Regions from separate parts of the Mus musculus genome. Here region 2 is linked to region 1. The links are chromatin contacts, called in public promoter capture Hi-C maps. All regions are on one chromosome and are shown on one strand. The core of a region is the stretch at or near the end of the contact, and the rest is flanking DNA. Distances in the headings are between cores, read along the strand shown. Region 1 holds the start of Tmem270 (transmembrane protein 270). Region 2 holds the start of Cldn3 (claudin 3).

Region 1 (5,505 bases), core at 2,220-4,719:
AGATCCTCCTGCCTTTACCTCTTGAGTGCTAAGATTAAAGGCATGTGCTACCATGCCCTGCCTATAATCTTTTTTCTCCCTCTGTGTAGCCCTGGCTGTCTTGGAACAAGACCAGGCTGACCTTGAACTCAGAGATCTACCTGCCTCTACCTCCAAAGATTTTTTTTAAGAGTGACTTTTTTTTTAATGTATGTAAGCATGCTGTTGCAGATCAGAACCCATTACAGATAGTTGTGAGCCACCTTGTGGTTGCTGGGAATTGAACTCAGGACCTCTGGAAGAAGAGTCAGTGCTCTTAACTGCTGAGCCATCTCTCCTGCCCCGTAAGAGTGACTTTTAAGCATGGGGATGGAGCTTGGCTGTGGTGTGCTTGTCTAACATGCATGAAACCCTGGGTTCAAGCCCCAGCTCTTCATAAAACCAAGAGAGGTGTTGCATGCCTGTAGTCTCAGCACTTTGCAGGTAGGAGCAGAGGGATCTAGTGTCCAAGCTCCTCTGGCTATATAGGAAGTTCAAAACTAACCTCATCTACATGAAACCAAACAAATGAACGAGCATAGAGTGCTCAGTGGCTCAAGTTCTCACCCCACGAGCGTGGTGACCTCAGTCTGACCCCAGAACCACGGAAAGGGAAGAGGAGAGAACCAATGTCCCCAAATCATCCTCTGACTTCCACATAAGTGCTGTGGCAAGCAAGCACCCACCAAACACATCACACACAATAATAATGATTAATAAAAATTAAAAACTCATAAGTAGAGATGATCTCCCCTCTAATTAACTCTGTGAAATTCGAATGCAGGGCTGGCTGACTTCTCCCAAATACCTGGGCTTGCCTAGAATCCTGGTTGCCCTTGGCATGAGGGAATCTGGGCATATAGGTATCATTAAGGACAGGGAGATGTAGAGACATGGGAGAGGGGTGGCGGATTTAATGTGAGACCTACTGTGACAGAGAGAAGGAGAGACAGATTTCCAGGTCTCTCATCTGAGTGGCAGATTGTTCAAGGTGTCTTCTATTCACCAGGAAGTGGGATAAGTTGCGGGGGAGATAAAGTTGTAATTGAGAATTCCTCAATGAAGAGTGTGCCTCTCTGGTAGAGCATAAGCCTCCAGCCCAGAGGTGACAGAGATGATCAACCTGGTACCCTATATCCATGGGAATCTCAGGGTCAATGTACATCTGAAGGACCAGGATAGGAAGCCAGGCCTGGTGCACATGACTGCTCTTGAACAGAGGTCAAGAGTTCAAGGCTAGCCTGGGCTATACAGTGAGTTTTGGAACTAGCCTGGGCTACGTGGTGAGTTTGAGGACCACATAGTAAGACAGCAGGGGAGGTGAGGAGGTATAGATGGAGAAGGAGGAAGAGGAGGAGAAGGAAGAGGAGCAGGAGGAAGAAGAGGAAAAGGAGGAAGAAGAAGAGGAGGAGGAAGAAGAAGAGGAGGAGGAAGAGGAGGAGGAGAGTACTTGCTGGTGAAGCATGAGGATCAGAGAGTTCTGGTCTCAGCACCCACATAATAAAACAGAGCAGGCATGACCCAGTGCATGTATGCCTCAGGACACACATGGCCCAGTGCATGTATGGCTCAGGACACACATGGCCCAGTGCATGTATGGCTCAGGACACACATGGCCCAGTGCATGTATGCCACAGGACACACAAGGCCCAGTGCATGTATGGCTCAGGACACACGTGGCCCAGTGCATGTATGCCTCAGGACACACATGGCCGAGTGCTGGTATACCTCAGGACACACATGGCCCAGTGCATGTATGGCTCAGGACACACATGGCCCAGTGCATGTATGCTCAGGACACACATGGCCCAGTGCATGTATGGCTCAGGACACACATGACCCAGTGCATGTATGCCTCAGGACACACATGGCCCAGTGCATGTATGGCTCAGGACACACATGGCCCAGCATGTATGCCTCAGGACACACATGGCACAGTGCATGTATGCCTCAGGACACACATGGCCCAGTGCATGTATGCCTCAGGACACACATGACCCAGTGTATGTATGGCTCAGGACACACATGGCCCAGTGCATGTATGGCTCAGGACACACATGACCCAGTGCATGTATGCCTCAGGACACACATGGCCCAGCATGTATGCCTCAGGACACACATTACCCAGTGCATGTATGGCTCAGGACACACATGGCCCAGTGCATGTATGCCTCAGGACACACGTGGCCCAGCATGTATGCCTCAGGACACACATGGTCCAGTGCACGTATGGCTCAGGACACACATGGCCCAGTGCATGTATGCCTCAGGACACACGTGGCCCAGTGCATGTATGCCTCAGGACACACAAGGCCCAGTGCATGTATGGCTCAGGACACACATGGCCCAGTGCATGTATGCCTCAGGACACACATGGCCCAGTGCATGTATGGCTCAGGACACACGTGGCCCAGTGCATGTATGGCTCAGGACACACATGGCCCAGCATGTATGACTCAGGACACACGTGGCCCAGTGCATGTATGACTCAGGACACACGTGGCCCAGTGCATGCATGCAACCTCAGTACTGAAGGTATTTTTGAAGACAGGAGGATATCTGTGGCTTGCAAAGCTGCTGGACAAAATAAAATGAATAAACAAATGTATCAACTCCAAGTTCCAAGAATCAAAGAAATAAGGGAGAGGGAGGGGGGAGGGAGGGAGAAGGGAAAGAGAGGGAAAGAGAGAGCACCCTCCTCTGGCTTCTATGTGCACACACAGGCATTTACACACATGTATATACATCATACCCACACCCACATACATGCACACTAAACAGAAAGGAGAGAAAGAAAGAGAGGAGGCCAGGGAGGGAGAAGGGCAGGGGTGAGGAAAGGAAAGGGAATGTAGGCCAATGAGATTGCTCAACAGGTAAAGGCACTGTCTGCCAAGCCTGCGGCCTGAGTTCAATCCCCAGGACCCACATGGTGGAAGGAGAGGACACACACACACACACTATTTATAGACATAAATATATAATCTTTTTAAGGGAAAGAAATGAAGGGCTAGGAATAATAATGTACATCTTTAGTCTCAGCACAGGGGAGGCAGAGGCAGGCAAATCTCTGAGTTCAAGGTTAGCCTGGTCTACATAGAAAGTACCAGGACACCAGGGCTACATAATAGACCCTTATCTTAAACACACACACACACACACACACACACACATACACACGGAAGAGAGAAGAGAAAGGAAGGGGGAGAGGAGGAGAAGGAAACAAGATTGCGGATAGACAGCTATGCCACAGCACTTGGGAGATGGGGCTCTCAGGACTTGACTGTTTATTCCTTGGTGGCTGGGAATGGCTGAATCTCTCCAGGTCCCCTCTCCATACCCTGCTTACCAGTGCAGAGAGCCTCCCAGCCCGCAGAAGAATTCTGAGAAGGCCAGATCTGACCCGGGGAGCGGCCTCCATGTCTGGCCTCCACCCATTCCTCCAGCCAGGAGAGGCAGGGTGACCTCACAGATGCCACAGGGTGGGGGTCCAGTTGCCATGGGGACCCAGTTGCCACATGACACACTACCCTTTGCCATAGCTCCCTTTACCTGCTCCTCTGAGGTCAAGTCTGGCTCCATGGTCATCACAGATGTCTAGCCTTAGGATCAATTGTCTACCTACTATCGGGAAAAAACTCAGAGCCCATTTCAGAATCGCCTAGTTTACCGCCAGATGTGGGGGTTGAGTGGTAGGGAGATAGGGATGTAGAGAAAGAAGAACAAAATGAAGGAGGGAGGAGATGGGCTCTCTATGGCCTTACTTTCCAAGTTGGACCGCAAGGGTAGCAGTGTTGCCATAGGAGAAGCCTCAGTTTAGCATCCTCAACTGAGACCCCTCTGTCCTCACCGCCCCCCCCCCAGGCCTCTTTCTCTGTCCCTTCCCTCTCCCCATCAGTTTCAGGCTGAAGAACCAGTGTGCAGTCTTGCAGTTTCCCCATTCAGAGGAGCAGGGATGACCAGCTGGGAGTACAAAGGAATCAGTGTACGCTGCCTTGCACCACGCCAGGGGGCGCCATTCTGCTTTCCTCCCTGGAGAAGCGTGCTCACATCCCCAGAACAAGACCTAAAAGAGCTCCGAGCAGGTGCAGTACCGCGATGCGGTCGCGTGAGGGCAGAAGACACCGCAGGGGCGAGCAGGGCGCTTGACAGGCAGGATAAAGTTTCTCATTTTGCAAGGCTGATTTCCTGGTAACAACCTCCTGGAAACACCTGAGAGAGCTCCCTGTGCATTTCCAGTCAATGCCTGGGTTACAAGAAGGGAACCACCCGGAGATAATGAGACTCACAGTCTTCCTTTTATTTAACCCTCTTGTTAATATGTGCAGAACTCGGGATTGAAAACGGGGCTTTGCAAGCCATGCAACCCCACCTGGCCTCCATTTCTCCGTGTCTCTAAGGCAAACTTCCGAGTCTTCTGCCCCGCGTCCTGCTATTTCCAGTTTTTTAACGTGACTTTTTTTTTTTTTAATTTCTGTGGCTTGGAAAAAGCTGGATTTAAAAAAAAAAGATTTATTTATTTATTATATGTAAGTTCACATGCCATTAATACTCGGGAGGCAGTGGCAGGTGGATCTCTGGGTTCAAAACCAGCCTGGTCTACATAGTGAGTTCCAAGACAGCCAGGGCTACACAGAGAAACCTTGCCTTGAAAAAATGAGAGGGAGGGAGGGAGGGAGAGAGAGAGAGGTTGAGAGAGAGAGAGAGAGACCGACCCTGTCTCAAAAAGAAAGAAAAGGAAAAGAAATCAAATACCTGGCCAGTTGGTAAAGCACTTGCTGTCAAGACTGTTGACCTGAGTTTGGCCCCAGACCAGAGATACACACAGTATAAGGAGAGAATCGATTCTGCTGGAATTTGGAGGTGGTAAAGTACGTGGCTAACAGGTGCAAGACTGAGTTCCACGTCCAACACAGAAAAGAAAAACAAGAAAAGAAAAGAAAGAGATCAGAGGTGGAGGTTAAAGAACTTAACACCAACCCTGATCAGTTTAGCCCCATCCCCAGAACACACATGGTGGAAAAGTAGAAACTATTGCCCCAAGTTGTCTTCTGGCCTCCACAGGCAAGACCCTTGTCATGTGTGCACTCACACCACAGGAAGAAAGAAGAAAAGAAAAGAAGGAAGGGAGAGAGGGAGGGAAAGAGGGAGGAAGAAAAAGAAAGAGAAGCTTAAAAATTTTTTTTAAAACAAAGGACCTGATGAAGCACAGAAGCAAAGAAAGTTAACAAAAGGAACCAAAAGAGCCATGAGGTTTGTGCAAACATAGTCCAGTCTCATTAGTAGTCAGGGGGAAATGTGAATCAAAGACACACCAAGATGCTATCTCCCCTTCCTTAGCAAAAAACAAAAGAATCAGGGCACATCGTGCACCAGTGACTTTACAGGGCAAATTGAAATTTATGCAGAGCCCAGAGCCTGATGCAGGATCTTAAAGATCCATACAGGAAATGATCATGCAAATGCTGCCCATGAACACATGGACAACTA
Region 2 (5,939 bases), core at 1,223-3,722, 79 kb after region 1:
ATGTATAAGAGTGTATGTCAGTGTGGGTGTCTGTTCCTCTGTGTGTGTGTGTGTGTGTGTGTACTGCAGCAAGCACGGGGAGGTCAAAGAACTACTTTGGAGAATGGGCTTTTTTTCATCTTTGAAGTAACAGGGATCAAATTCAGGTTGTCAAGCTTGAAAACAAGGGCTTTTGTCCTCTGGACCATCTGCCTCCAGAAAGCCTTCATCTAGCTGGATGGATCTCAGCTTCCTAGCTAATTGCAAAGCCCCTGGGGCCCTCACAACACGAGGTCATCCCTGGACATAGAGCCCTGGCAGGACAGGTTGCTGAAACAAGGGAAAGTGCTAAGTCAATTACCTCTCAGAGCACCCAGCCCTGTTCTAGGCATCGGGAGTGTCACATAATAAAACAGGCAAAAATGTTTGTCCTTGGAACATTCTGAATGTCCTGGTGGTGGTAACAGACCGGAGCAGAGACAAAGAAACAAATAAATGAGAAACCAAGCGTGGCCTCTCTCACAAAGAAGCTTGCCACTTGTGCAGGGGAGGCAAAACAACCTGGAGTTTAAGGCCACCCTGGGGCGGGGAGGAGTGGAGGGGGCGGGGTGGGGGGGACCGGGAGGAGGGAGCGGGAGGGAGAGAAAAAAGGAAAGCAGGGAGAGAAAAGGAGGGAGGGGGGAAGAAAGGAAAGCCAGAGGCCACTTTAGATAATGTCAAATATGAAAGAAAACAAAGGTATCAAAGTGGCAAAGAGAACAGTGCTTCCAGCACATGGGAAGCAGAGGCAGGTGGATCTGTGAGTTCCGGGCCAGCCTGGTCTACAGCACAAGTTCCAGGACAGCCAGGGCTACAACAGAGAAACCCTGTCTCGAAAACAAAACAAAACAAAACAAAACAGAAAAAGAACGTGGCATTGTGGGTAAGAAGCTGGGACGATTTTGTTGTCCTGTTTCTATTTGGGTGCAGGGTTCCAAGCCACCCACACTGACCTCCAAATCAGCTGGGGAGGATCTCGGTGTGGTGCTTGCTGAAGTGCCATCCATCTATTAGGGTTTATTCCGTGCCAGGGACAGACCAGAGGCTTCGTGCAGGCTGGCCAAGCACTCTAGCCACTGAGCTCCATCTCCAGCCTCTGAAACTATGAAGCGAGGTCAGTGAGCTATGCGGAGAGCTGTAGGAGTGTCTCATGGAGAAAGGACCCCAAGCACGGGTCCTCGAAGAGGATGTATAGGAAACTAAACCAAAAGAGCTGTATCCTAGCTGAGGTGAAGGGAAGAGGCAACGGGAGAAGTCGGAGCATGCGCCACCCCAAGGTGTGCGGCAGGGGAGTCAGTGTCCGGAGGCAAAAGGAATTGGTGTTTTGGGGGCTTTTTTGGTGTTACTTTGTAGCTTGTTTGAGCCAGGGTCTCATGTAGCCCATCTGGCTTTGAATTCTCCGTGTCGCCAAGATGGTCTTGAACTCCTGCCTGCCTCCACTTTCCCAAGCTCTGGGACTACAGGCATGGCATGCTGCACAGGGCTTCTGCACAGGAGTTGTGAGACACAGTTTCGCTGTATCTGGCCTTGAACTCACAGCTGTCTGCTTGCCTCAGCCTCAGGCAGGAGCCAACACACCTGGCTAGACGTCTTTTTTTTTTCTCATGTGTATCAAATCTCTTTCCCACTGTTCACTCACCCTGGTACTCACTCTGCCCCGCCCCCACCCCCAAAGGAAAGAAAACAAGACTCCATCTAGAGAACCTCCGTGGGGGAAAGCAGCTTCTAGGTGGGCGGGCATTTGAGCTAAGCCATGTAGGCTTGCCACCAGCCCAGGTCACATGAGGGTGCTGGACAAGAATTTGAACTCAACACCGGTCCCTGAGGTGCAGAGTGGGCTCTGCAGGTGGTCGTTGTCCCTGGTTTCAGAGTTCTGTATATCAGGTTGCACTTGGACAAGGCCAGAGTGCTTGTGTCAAAGCCTGAGGGACTTGGAGCAGGTGCTACAATTCCATCCACCTACGGCGACAAACAGCCTCAGCCACGCCCCCACCTAGGTCCTCCCAGTCCGGGTTGTCCAGAGGAATTGGCCGCGCCTCCATCCTACGCCTCCCGCGCTAAAGAAGACGGAGGTGGGGGACAAGAGAGTCAAGCAGTTTACAATTGGTGATTTGCACTTCAAATCCTTGAAGCGCCCCTCCCACTCTGTATAGCTCTAGAGAATTCGTTATGCTTAAGGAGCTTGGGGAGGTTGGGAAGGGAGGGAGCTTAGACGACCCCGCCCTCCTTCGATACACACTCTCCCACCCCACCCCCACCCCCGCCACACACAACACATACACTTCAGCATTGAGGTTCTAGCCAAATCCTTTCTCCTATGGTGAAGGGGGTTGGGGAGGACGGACCGGACTGGACGGGACACACGTCACTGTCCCCTGGGCCAGAAGAGCGAGCTCCACCCTCCTCCTCTAGGCACCAAGCTAAGTCCAACCCACCCCATCCCAGAGCCAACCCAGTCTCAGAAGCCAGTCTCCAAAGCCACAGGCAGGTGCAGGGGCAGTCTCTGTGCGAGCCCCAGGAGAGGAGCCGTTAAGCGCGCTCCGTCCTTTGCCACCCACCCGTCGTTCCCGGCGACAGACGTCCGTCAGTTTTCGAAGGGCAGTTGATTCCCAGGTCCAGCGGCCGCGATCCCTGGTCTCCCAGTCCCCTGAGCTGCCCGGCCGAGCCGGTTCAAGTCCAGCAGCCATGTCCATGGGCCTGGAGATCACCGGCACGTCGCTGGCCGTGCTGGGCTGGCTGTGCACCATCGTGTGCTGCGCCCTTCCCATGTGGCGCGTTTCGGCCTTCATCGGCAGCAGCATCATCACGGCGCAGATCACCTGGGAGGGCCTGTGGATGAACTGCGTGGTGCAGAGCACCGGTCAGATGCAGTGCAAAATGTACGACTCGCTGCTGGCCCTGCCGCAGGACCTGCAGGCCGCCCGAGCCCTCATCGTGGTGTCCATCCTGCTGGCCGCCTTCGGGCTCCTCGTGGCGCTCGTGGGCGCCCAGTGTACCAACTGCGTACAAGACGAGACGGCCAAGGCCAAGATCACCATCGTGGCGGGAGTGCTTTTCCTGTTGGCGGCTCTGCTCACCTTAGTACCGGTGTCCTGGTCGGCCAACACCATCATCAGGGATTTCTATAACCCGTTGGTGCCCGAGGCCCAGAAGCGGGAGATGGGAGCTGGGTTGTACGTGGGCTGGGCTGCCGCCGCGCTGCAGTTGCTAGGGGGCGCCTTGCTGTGTTGCTCCTGCCCACCGCGCGACAAGTATGCACCCACCAAGATCCTCTATTCTGCGCCGCGATCCACCGGCCCTGGCACCGGTACCGGCACCGCCTACGACCGCAAGGACTACGTCTGAGGGGCCGGGTGCACGCAGACCGTACCGTCACCACTACCAGCAGTCGATGAACCCCACCCGTCCAGCGTGCAGCCTCGCGTCTGAGACCACCCCACCTTCCAGATGGTGACAGACGACACACAGTCTGCTTGCTAGGCTGGAAGAGGACAGACAGGCTGGCATCTCCCCTTCTCCGGCTGCCACCTGACTACCGGGCCTAGGAACTGTCCAAGCCGAATGGACAAAGAAACCTCGCCCTTCCCAAGAACTGGGCTGGGGTGGCCACTGCAGCTACTTGCCAGCCCCGCAGAAGCTCACAGTGGGCAGAGACAGGCAAACCATGAAACGGGCCATTTCATATTTTTCAATAAAAGTCTTTCGTTTTTTGCAGTCGCTGGAGCTTCCTTATCCTGAACGCCACCGCACAGGCTACCACCTCCCCTACGGGGCACCTGCTGGGGACTGTCCCTCGAATAGCCCTCATCACGGGCAGCGAGCTTTAAACAGCTTCACAGGTTGAGTAAGGAGAAAGTGGGGGTACACATGAGTTTTTGTGCTCACTAGGTGGGTAACACTTGGGAGATATCCCAGCACTGATCTCCACAGACCCTATGGCGAGCGAGGTTTATCTAGCAATCCAGCCAGAGGGCGTATGAGGAACTCTGCTGGAGAGGGGCAAGGGGAAGAACACAGGGACTCTTCTCTGGGACAGCCTAGTTGGTTTGTGCTTGTATCCACAGCCTTGCTCCGGGCATTTGGGGTAGCTGATGTGCAAGCTAAAGAATTACATTCTCTACCGAGATTTCATATTTGGAGACGTGGAACAAAAAGACCTATTGTTCAGACCAAATGCCTCACCTAAAGGACTGCCATTCAGACAGACGGTGGGGATGTGGCTCAGTGGTAGGACACTTGTGTAGCATGCATGGGGCTTGGGTTCCATTCCCAGCACTGGGAGTGTTGGGGGACACCTAAAAGGGACATTTGGCAAAGTCTTCTGACTTGGAGGTGGAGAGATGAGGGGAAAGGCCACCCCACCTTCTTCCCAGTGCCCTCAAGGGAGGGAGGGACCCAGCTTTAAACAATATTGAGACTGGAGGCACCTCTTGGACAAGGTAAAGGGAACTGAGGCGGGGCTCTTGGAGGGGGACAGGTCCCTGGCTTCCTAGGCTTTAAAAGGGTGACATCGTCTGGAAAGTGTAGGTGGAAATGTAGTTCAAGGTTGGCCTCTCTAACACTTAGAAATTTCTTTTCTCTTTCCTTTCCTTTTTTCTTTTCTTTCCTTTCCCTTTTTCTTTCCTTTCCTTTCCTTTTTCCTTTCCTTTCCTTTCCTTTCTTCTTTTCCTCTTCTTTTCTTTTCTTTTCTTTTCTTTTCTTTTCTTTTCTTTTCTCCTTTGAGACAGGGTTTCTCTGTGTAGCCCTGGCTGTCCTGGAACTCACTCTGTAGACCAGGCTGGCCTCAAACTTTCAGAGATCCGCCTGCCTCTCTGCCTCCCTAGTGCTAGGGTTAAGGGTGTGTGTCACCACTGACCAACTTCATTTTTCTTTATTTTCCTTTTCTTTTCTCTCTTTCTCTTTCGTTTGTTTGTTTGTTTGTTTGTTGACAGAGTCTCTCTACAGAGCCCTGGCTGTTTTGGAACTCATGTAGACCAGACTGACTACCATGCCTGCTTCACATATCAATTTCAAAGCTAGCCTGGACTACGTGAGCTGTCTCAAAAAGCGGGGAGGGGGCATGTTGGAGCATGGCTTTAATCCCAGCACAGTGGAGGCAGGAAGATCTCTGTGAGTTGGAGACCACCCTGGTCTATGTAGTAAGTTCCAGTTTAGCCAGGACTGCATAAGGAGACTTTGTCTCAAACAAACAAAAAAAAAAACCGGGGGTGGGGGTGGGGGAGTAAAAGAAACTTGAAGGAGACATTCAAAGATGATAGCAGGACCCCTTTCTGAGGCAGAACTGACAGGGTTAAGGGAGCCTGATTCTTAGCACTCCAGGCCGTTAGGGTGTCAGAGTTTGGGAGAGAGAAGGAACTAAAGAAGCTTTAGCTTTCCCCAGGCAGGGGTGGTGCTCACCTTTATCCCTAGCACGGGGCAGAGGCAGAGGCAGGCAGGTCTGCCTCTGTCTACAGAGTGAGGCCAGTCTCAGGTCTACAGAGAGAGTTCCAGGACAGCCAGGACTCCACAGAGAAACCCTGTCTTGAAAAACCACCATAAGATAAAGTAAAATCGCCTAAACTGTCTGCCTTCGGTTATTGGTTCTGGGGCGGCTGAAGAGTTTCATTTTGAGTGTAGGAGTTGGTCTGACTAGAAACGTCCATGTGAGATGACCCAGGAGACAGGAAAGAGACCTCGTAAACCCGGGAGTTGTTAACACAGAGATGGCAGCCGAAAGCAGGGTAACAAATGAGCTCAGCTGAGAAAGCAAAAGAAGCAAGAGTTTCGAGGACGTGGGGACGGACAAGGGTGTTTGGAATGGAAAGGACTTGGAAGAACGGGACTGGGAAGGAGTCTTGGGTTCGGAAACAGGGTGACTATGAGTGGCCTTAGCAAGAATGTTGGGGGGGGGGGGAAGTGAGTGGGTGGCAAGCCTTTCAAGA

Evidence for each region. Promoter capture Hi-C pulls out the DNA fragments that hold promoters and counts their contacts.
Region 2: a promoter capture Hi-C map of second pharyngeal arch cranial neural crest shows a contact between it and region 1, with 7 times the contacts expected there. The contact joins the promoter of Cldn3 here to the promoter of Tmem270 in region 1. A contact is called at or near these places in 24 of 39 promoter capture datasets (the 3T3-L1 cell line, 3T3-L1-derived adipocytes, the C10 cell line and 15 more), 4 of 15 datasets of contacts at CTCF or cohesin (the G1E-ER4 cell line, embryonic stem cells, large pre-B cells and 1 more), 35 of 484 Hi-C or Micro-C datasets (the AML12 cell line, the Ba/F3 cell line, CD8 T cells and 21 more), 10 of 115 datasets of contacts at active chromatin or transcription factors (the HPC-7 cell line, double positive thymocytes, embryonic stem cells and 3 more) and 5 of 9 other capture datasets (adipose tissue, embryonic stem cells, liver and 2 more).

What each region holds. Positions count from the first base shown.
Region 1 is chr5:134,903,264-134,908,768 of GRCm38.p6, forward strand. Tmem270 (transmembrane protein 270) reads right to left here and starts at 3,470. Exons shown (of 3, transcript NM_194065.3): 1 at 3,365-3,470. The coding sequence starts at 3,436.
Region 2 is chr5:134,983,742-134,989,680 of GRCm38.p6, forward strand. Cldn3 (claudin 3) reads left to right here and starts at 2,473. Exons shown (of 1, transcript NM_009902.4): 1 at 2,473-3,735. The coding sequence starts at 2,704. The coding sequence ends at 3,363. Wbscr25 (Williams Beuren syndrome chromosome region 25 (human)) reads right to left here. Exons shown (of 5, transcript NR_026907.1): 5 at 3,692-3,849.